Regions from separate parts of the Hordeum vulgare genome. Here all the other regions are linked to region 3. The links are chromatin contacts, called in public Hi-C and HiChIP or PLAC-seq maps. All regions are on one chromosome and are shown on one strand. The core of a region is the stretch at or near the end of the contact, and the rest is flanking DNA. Distances in the headings are between cores, read along the strand shown.

Region 1 (2,774 bases), core at 31-2,530, 340 kb before region 3:
GATTGTTTCTAGTCATTGTTGCTCATTTTGTACTCATACCTACAGAGTAACATTTTTTTTTATTTTTTTCTCGTGGGGCTGTCATTCTCAACTTCAAAGTGAAGTGAGGCGAAGGACACACTTTAAGAGGTACCCATCGTTTGGCCCCAGCTTGTGTTTCCCCCCCCCCCCCACTCCATACATAAATATATACTCCCTCCATTTTACGCATATTAGCTTAAGCTTAAGTCAATTTTTTTAAATAATCCATAATTTCACAATAAAAAATATATATGATATGAAAATATATTTAATGACGATTTCGATCTTATTTGATTTGGTATTTTGGATCTTATTTTTTTTTGTATAACTTGGGTTAAAGTTTAAAAAGTTCGACTAGACACAAAGCTAATATGTCAAGTAAATAAACACGAAGGGGATATATCATTGTACTAGGATGGTAATTCGTGACAAACCATTATTTGTACTGTATATTTAATGCTGGGGGAGGCAGGGCGGCCACATGCAATGTGTTGTATTCTTGTGCTCTCAAGTGATTGGGCTTTTGGCGGCTTTCGGCTGCCGGCCGGAGCCCACACAAGGCAGCATGTGCACCTTCACCTATACATACGTGTATGCATTCAAAGAAGAGCTACCTATAATGTCACGTTGACAGGTGGGGCCTAAAAGAATCTTGTCGGCATCACGTGTAAGGTATGGCCATTTCGATGTTTTATAAACCAGAAGTACAACTGTTTTCCGTTTTCTTTTTTATACTCTAATAACAAGTGTTTTTTATGTTCACATACGCCTCCACTGGATCCTTCAAATAGGGAAAGTGAAACTGGATTGATTACATATACTTTCTCCATTTCTAAATATAAGTCTTTTTACTTATTAAAAAAATTACATACAAATCTACATATAGACATATTTTAGACTATAGATTCTTTTATTTTATTTTATATATAGTTTTAATGAAATCTCTAAAAAAAAAATATTTAAGAACTAAGGAAGTAAGTACAAAAATGACCAACTCGACTATGTAATCCTTATGACTGAAAACTGTTTTGTGCCTATATTTTTTAACATGCTTCCACAGGATACATTTGTTTGAGCGATAACTAAATTACACGGAAGGAGTAATACATAATAGCTTACTGTTATCATAATTATTATTTAGTATTATCATTATTATTGTTATTATATTTTTATTATCGAGCTAGTGGGAGCTCCAGCATGAATTTGAAAAATGAACATGAAAAGAAAATGGGAACCAATAGAGACGGCCAACTTGCGCAGTTAATTATTCCCAGAAATGCAAGAAACAAACCGTACTGCACTTGGGGGTGGAAAGAGGCCAAGCAGAGGTGGTGAACCCTGAAAGTGAGCTCTAGGATAGGAGAGGAGCCAGCCAACAAACGAGAAGAATAAAAGCTAGGAGAGGTCCAAGATTCCCACTGGACCTTGGTTCCCTTCTCTTTTCTTGGCTCATTGGAAGGTCCTGCCTGCCATCTGGGTTCGTGGCGACCGGCGCAAGAGAGCCTGGGGTTTTGGGAGCTCTAGCATCAATCATCTGGTTTTGTTTCCTTGGTGCACTGGCTTCTGGGGGGAAATTGGTAAGGTTTCATTTTTATTTTTTCCTTTTCTCCTGTCTCAGTTTGTAGGTTTGAATTTCATAGCTTTTCTCGTTCATCTTCGGTTCTTGGAGATGTTCTTTGTTAGGATCGGCCGCCGTGCCAAAAGCTGGCAAGAATGCTGAGATTTGTCTTCTCCCCCTTGCAGTATCAGGTGCTGTGTTCATGGCCCAAGGCTATTGATTGGTGGGGATCCCAGTGCTTGCAACGGTTGGTCCAAGGCAGCCTTTGCCTCCTGTAAATCAGAGAAGGCAAGTCTTGAATTTTTCGCGATCACAATCTCAGGTCCGTAGGAATCAAGAGAAGCAACCGTAATCACCGGAGTTGGTGAGGCAAGGGGTTACCTGGATTTTCCCAAGAACAGGAATCCCTCCGGTCACGTCTGGTTGATTCTTGGGCTTGGACATGGAGAGGCAGACCAGCTTCCGCCTGGGCGCGCTGGAGAAGCTCAAGAGCTTCCGGGGAATGGACAACTTCAGGCGGAGCAAGGACAGTCCCGGCAAGCGCGGTGACACGCCGCTCCACCTCGCGGCGAGGGCCGGCAACGTCTCCAACGTCCAGAGGATCCTTGCCGAACCCGGCCGGGAGCTGGCCGGCGAACTGGCCGCCCGGCCGAACCAGGACGGGGAGACGGCGCTGTACGTGGCCGCCGACAAGGGGCACACCGAGGTGGTGCGCGAGATCCTGAAGGTGTCCGATATGCAGACGGCGGGGATCAAGGCCAGCAACAGCTTCGACGCCTTCCACATCGCGGCCAAGCAGGGCCATCTGGGTAACCTTTTTTTCCTTGTCACCAGACCGGCATATTGTTTGTTCTGATAATTCATTTCAATCCAAGCCTGTGAGATGATTCCTTAGAGGTCTTTGTATTCAGGATGTGGGCATAGATTTTGGTGCAGTGAGTAGATTGCTCTGGGTCGAAAAATGTCTCTTCTTGTCTGATTGAGTTGGTGGCATACTAGTGCTCACAACAAGAACATTGATTTTGTTCATGATATTTCATCTAAGAACAAGTGCTAACATCAATTATTCCGTGGCTATCCTCTTTTCTCATTAATGTCTGAAAATAATGCATACCAGATTTTATTTAGACTCTAATCTTGACTATTTTATGTACTAGTATGTGGCAACTGACAAGTTGAGTTTCTCAGTAGCACC
Region 2 (2,993 bases), core at 11-2,510, 300 kb after region 3:
GCCACTTTCTCCATGGACAATCTAGCACTTGTTCCTCGGTACAATCATCATGTTCCGACTTCTCATCTTTATTGTTGGAGCGGCCCCAATACGACAATTCATTATGTTTTATTTCTGATGAAAATCAGCTTCCTGTGCATCAACCTATTGGCTAGGTGTCACGTGTCTTTGAGTTCATTAATTCCACGACGATCTTCGATGTCAAAAATAAATGTTGCTAATGTGTAAAGATTAATCGATAAACTAAGTTTGATAGCATGTGTTTAAGACTATCACATCCAAAAAGATAAGATGGATGAGCTTCCTCGTGGCACGCATATCTTCTAGTAAATCTAGATACTAACAACCATTGAGCCTCAAAGATTGCAAGTTATAAAACACACACACACACACACACACACACACACAAACACAAACACGGAATCTGACAATCTAAGGATGCCACACTAGAAAGGTCAAGATATTGTAGATGTTTTGAATTTAAGACTTGATTATGGATAGTGGAAGGAACATAAAAAATGCAACGCTCTTAATGACAACAATCTTACCTCCTTAAGATTCTTGGATGTACATTCCTCTTAACAAAGTGTGGAGGCATGTTGAAAATTGGGTTATACCTCAATCCAAAATGCCATGCATGGTTACGTATGCAGGTGTGGACCTAGAACAATCAAGGAAGGAGCCCAAAAACAAAGAGGAGGATGAAGAGAGGATTGAAATCATCAAGATGAAGAAAAGGAAGCATGCCGAAATTACGCTATTGTTTTGGCAATAAACATTGATGTGTTTTCACATACGTGCAATTTTTTGTGATGGAATGAATTTCATCGAGATCTAGGAGAAATGTAGGGAAAATAACAAAAAACAGTGCTTCCAAAAACAGTTTTTTGGAGCATTGATATTAATTTATTTTTGCCCAGACTCCACAAATGTTGTTTCATCCCAAAAATTTACACATATCTGAAGCACACATCAATGTTTGTTGCCAAGAATGGGCGCAAGTGAGCTCGAGCCCACAAGCTACATGTCCACACAAGAGCTGATACTTGCTTCTACAGATTCTGAAAGTGATCGGCAGGCGTACGGGAAGAGAATAAGGTTGCATGGCAAGGCGTTCAAAAACGAAAGAGCAGCCGCCTAACGAGCAATGAGAAGCTAAGTCCATGTATTCTGCAGCTACATGTTTGCAGGGTCAGGGTTGGGTGTGAAATGCCAAAGTGGGGCTTGGGAGCTGCTTGGTTTATGGAGAAGCACAGGCTCACAGTGATCGGGAGCGACAGCTACTTTGCTTGTAAGGTAGGGCAAGGGTAGTACATGCAAGCTCTGTGCCTCATTACAGAGCAATCAATTGGGCAATCTGTCGCTATTCTCTCTAACAAGCTAACAACGGATGCTAGTTTTTTATGGAGACCTCACATAAAAAAAGAGGTAGCATTCATCTTCGGCACGTAAATGAGACGCAGGTATAAGCCACAGGCATTCAAGGATGCTAGTTTTTTATGGAGACCTCACATAAAAAAAGAGGTAGCATTCATCTTCGGCACGTAAATGAGACGCAGGTATAAGCCACAGGCATTCAACACGATCAATTCAAGTGTGCACCACATACACGGTTGCAAAACTTCCTCGGTATTTTTCTGATTCTGGACTAGGATCGCAGGACAACTTGCCAAAATAAGGTAAAGAGCAGCAATGCAGGTAGGCACTGTTATAAAAGCAATGGTGCACAAATTTTGAATAATGAATTCAACAGATCTTCAGCCATTTGAAACCAAAACTCAGCCAACTTGACATGATTTGCCACTTCACCGCCCATTTTAAACCAATCGGACAACCTACAGTCGGAAAAAATAAGCATGTCAGCTCCATGCTTGGGTTCCAAACTGATAGCATTTGTATCTTCGCTAGTATTTTAGCACCAAACAAGATATCTCTTACAATGTCAGCAAAGGTAAATTATTAAATGTCCCGGAAAGGTGCAAGACCAAGATAACATGCTACTCCCTTCCCGTTTCAAAAATAAGGCGTGCTTAGTTTTTTCAAAAGTCAAATTTGGTATTGTAGATGATGATATTTTTTTCTAAAAACTTGATCAAACATGCACAAATTTGACTTGTGAAAAAACTCATACACCTTATATTCTGGAACAGAGGGAAACAACATATGTACTCCCTCCAGTCCTAAATACAAGACCTTTTAGAGATTTCACTATAGACTACTCCCTCCGTTCCTAAATACTCCCTCTGTTCCTAAATATAAGTCTTTTTAGAGGTTTCACTAGTGGACTACATACGAATGTATATAGACATATTTTAGATTATAGATTCACTTATTTTGCTTCGTATGTAGACCCCTAGTGAAATCTCTTAAAAGACTTATATTTAGGAACGGAGAGAGTATAAATCTTTCTAGAGATTCCACTACGGACTACCTACACTGCAAAATGAGAGTGAATCTACACTCCAAAATATGTCTATGTACATCTGTATGTACTCCATAGTGAAATCTCTAAAAGATATTTATATTTAGGAACGGAGGGAGTATGTACTATAATCATGACATCATTTTATTTTTTCAACTGGGCAATTCCACATATAACTGATTTACTATATACTAGGGATTAAAAGGCATTGCTTCCATTTCATGCAGTCCTTGTACTACATTAATAGCGTTGCAGTTTTTCTGCCTGCTCTTGGTCAGTGCAAGACATGTACATGTAGATGGAACTACTTGAGTGCAAAGTTCCAATTCTTGTGGGTATTTACTACACTCTGGGGACGGAAACCATCTCAAACAAAGAAAGTAAAGCTAAAAACAATAAATCTTTTAGATTAATATACTAGCAAGATTAGAATGCTAAAGTAGACTCAGATAGTATTAACAGTAACAACTATCTATAGTTCAAGAGGGTCTAGGTGATCACCGAGAAACACTTTCTACATCAGAACATATGATCATACCTCAAGACAAGCTACCTACTTATCTTCTTGAAC
Region 3 (2,700 bases), core at 66-2,565:
CTATATTATCTCATCTTGCTTAAAGAGTTACTCTCTTCGTGTGAACTTAACTACCATAGATGCATGCATGAGTCGGTCAATTGGTGGAGTAATAGTAGTAGATGCAGGCAGGAGTCGGTCTACTTGTCACGGACGTGATGCCTATATACATGATCAATGCCATGAATAACATCATAACTATGCACTTTTCTATCAATTATTGAACAATATGTCTACCCACCGTATGATATGTGTTCGAGAGAGAAGTCTCTAGTGAAAAGTATGCCCCCGGTCTACTTATATATCTATCACACAAAACCAAAAATGACTTGCTGCAGTTGATTTACTTTTTTAATTTTCTTTTTATATATCTATCACTATGAGAATTAATCCTTGCAAGTAACGAGTTCAAGGGGATTGGCAACCCTCTTGCCCGCATTAAGTGCAAGTATTTGCTTTTGTGTGTTTATTTGCCAAGACGGTAATTTGCATGGTTTTCCTATTGGTTCAATAACCTTGGTTCTTATCAAGGGAAAATATTTATCCGCTACTATATTGCTTCATCCTTCTTCTTTGAATAAAAATAACGCAACTCACAAGTAGTGGTATGGAGGTAGGCCAACTGCAATTCAAGCAGCGCGTCAGGCCTGGATCTCTGCTAGGAGCACCAACCGGTGCTTCAGAGCGAGCATGGCATATGTAATGATCTATGGGCGGGCCATGGCTACCAGGGGCGACGAGCTCCGAGTGGATTGGAAGTGGCGGCGGACGGTGAGGGTGAAAATGAAACGGGCTAGGGTTGATGGGCCCTGTTCCACTTAAATAGACATATATCGCCCCTTAGGCTGCGCGCTAGAGCGACGGCATGATTGCGTCAACACTGGACCGATGGGTTTCGACATGGGTTTGTGGGTCATGCCCGTCAATATGACATGATGGACACGCGTGAGCATGACGGGGCCTCCTCATATCGATCTCAGATATGAGGATTGCTGGTCAGGTCAAACGTAATAGAACTGGTTTGTGGATTTTGACAGAGTCGTGATTTAGTGACCGGTCACTAACTAGATCGTTCGTCCGAAAATTTAGGAGGCGTCCGAGGATTCCTGTTGTAGATGCTCTAACCACTTGAATTTAATCATCACATATGGGATGAATTTGAAGAAAATCCCACATCAAAATCTACTACTCTTTTTGAGACGATTTATGTTTGTATTTCCCCGTGCAAAAAAAGAAAAGAAAAAGGAATCTATGTTTGTATTTGTGCCCTAATAACTCACCCTAAGCTAGTACTACTACTTTTCCCTTTGTTTCCCCTTTGTTTTGGAGGTGTGGCCGCCTTTTGTACTCTCCTCCTTGCTCTCTTCCTTGTACTGTACCTGAAAGCGGAGGCGAGACGAAACCCTCCTCCCTCCCCGCCCCCTCCCCTCTCCAATCTCCATGGCTCAAGACGAGGTCCCGGAGTCCTCCTCCCCCTCTTCGGCGGCGACTGGTCGCCTGAACGCCGCCGCCCCGGAGTTCACCCCCCGATCCGCCGCCCAGCACCAAGCCCGTCCACATCGCCGCGGGCCCCACCATCAGCACCACCACCACCACCAGCCGCATCACCAGCACCAGCAGCAGTACCGCCACCAGCACCACCACCAGGGAGATGGTGAGGGGGATGCCGCGGCGGTGGTGGATAACGCCCAGCTCGTCCTGCCCGAGGAACTCGCTCGCCGGGTCGTCAAGCAGGTAGACTCTTTTTCTTTTCTTTCAGTCGATTGCTGCGGTATCCACTGCGTTGCTACGAAACCTCAAGTGTCCCGCGATAAAGTTTGACCCTTTGGCGAAGAACTAAAAGGTTTAGATGGGGTTTTTGTTGAGGCGTGGAGATGTGAAGCGCTGACCTCTGATTCGATTGTTTGCTTGCTGCTCCATAACTTCATCAGCACATCGATCATAGTATCATGCGTTGGCAAATCTAATTTTGAGGTTCAAATATGTTGACAATAGAGATGGCCGTCGGACGTCAGGGCATGGCCGCATGGCTTTCTTGAATATTTATATACGGTTAAGCGGATCCTCTCATCATTTATCTGATGCCTTCTCCCAGTTTTATGCTTCTCAACTATAATATGGATAACCAATCTGGCTTTACAAATGTATGCTAGATTGTACTCTGGGTCTGGTATAGTATGCATTGGTAAGTACAAACGAATGGACCTGAGAGAGGTGGGTGGGATTAGATATAAGATGATATCTGTTGAGCAATGGTACTTTTGTAAGCGCCAACTCATAGATCTGCAACTGTTTTTTCGGAGAATACTACTCCCTCTGTTCCTAAATATAGGACCTTTTAGAGATTGCACTATAAATTACATACGGATGTACTTAGACATATTTTAGAGTGTAGATTCATTCATTTTGCTCCGTATGTAGTCTCCTAGTCAAATCTCTAAAAGGTCTTATATTTTGAAACGGAGGGTGTACATATTTTTGGATAAATATGGGGGATCCCTGAAATGCCACAAACTGCCTTGTCATGTGGTATTTTGGGGATAGGGTTAAGTGACATGAGTGGAGCAGCATGGATCAAAGAGAGATAAATTAGATTTGTGTGTATGTCAAGTCATCAACATTTGGCAGATATGTGATCCTCCATTCAGTTTATAAGTTACTGATTGTGTAGAATCGTAGAGAAAATACGACAAATTTATACAATGTTGTCTTTCTGTAGTA

The links. Hi-C and Micro-C count contacts between places; a contact is called where the count stands out from the background. HiChIP or PLAC-seq counts read pairs in DNA pulled down with a chosen protein or histone mark.
Region 1: an H3K4me3 HiChIP or PLAC-seq map of embryo shows a contact between it and region 3, with 2.6 times the contacts expected there. The contact joins the promoter of LOC123410529 here to the promoter of LOC123408889 in region 3. A contact is called at or near these places in 1 of 6 Hi-C or Micro-C datasets (leaf) and 1 of 1 datasets of contacts at active chromatin or transcription factors (embryo).
Region 2: a Hi-C map of seedling shows a contact between it and region 3, with 2.8 times the contacts expected there. The contact joins the enhancer-like site here to the promoter of LOC123408889 in region 3. A contact is called at or near these places in 5 of 6 Hi-C or Micro-C datasets (leaf, seedling and an unstated tissue) and 1 of 1 datasets of contacts at active chromatin or transcription factors (embryo).

The regions. Positions count from the first base shown.
Region 1 is chr7H:222,975,327-222,978,100 of MorexV3_pseudomolecules_assembly, forward strand. LOC123410529 (ankyrin repeat-containing protein At5g02620-like) reads left to right here and starts at 1,281. Exons shown (of 4, transcript XM_045103477.1): 1 at 1,281-1,598; 2 at 1,765-2,388. The coding sequence starts at 2,022.
Region 2 is chr7H:223,609,876-223,612,868 of MorexV3_pseudomolecules_assembly, forward strand. It overlaps LOC123412578, which reads right to left. Exons shown (of 16, transcript XM_045105528.1): 15 at 2,961-2,993; 16 at 1,563-1,835. The coding sequence ends at 2,980. Among protein-coding and RNA genes, the nearest start is that of LOC123412578, 6.9 kb to the right of the region's middle. Within about 2 kb of position 1,261, at least 1 of the 3 cell types and tissues checked has open chromatin away from gene starts, as enhancers often do. A contact at or near this core is called in seedling, where this site is marked.
Region 3 is chr7H:223,311,067-223,313,766 of MorexV3_pseudomolecules_assembly, forward strand. It overlaps LOC123408889 (la-related protein 6B-like), which reads left to right and starts at 1,316. Exons shown (of 10, transcript XM_045101920.1): 1 at 1,316-1,713. The coding sequence starts at 1,420.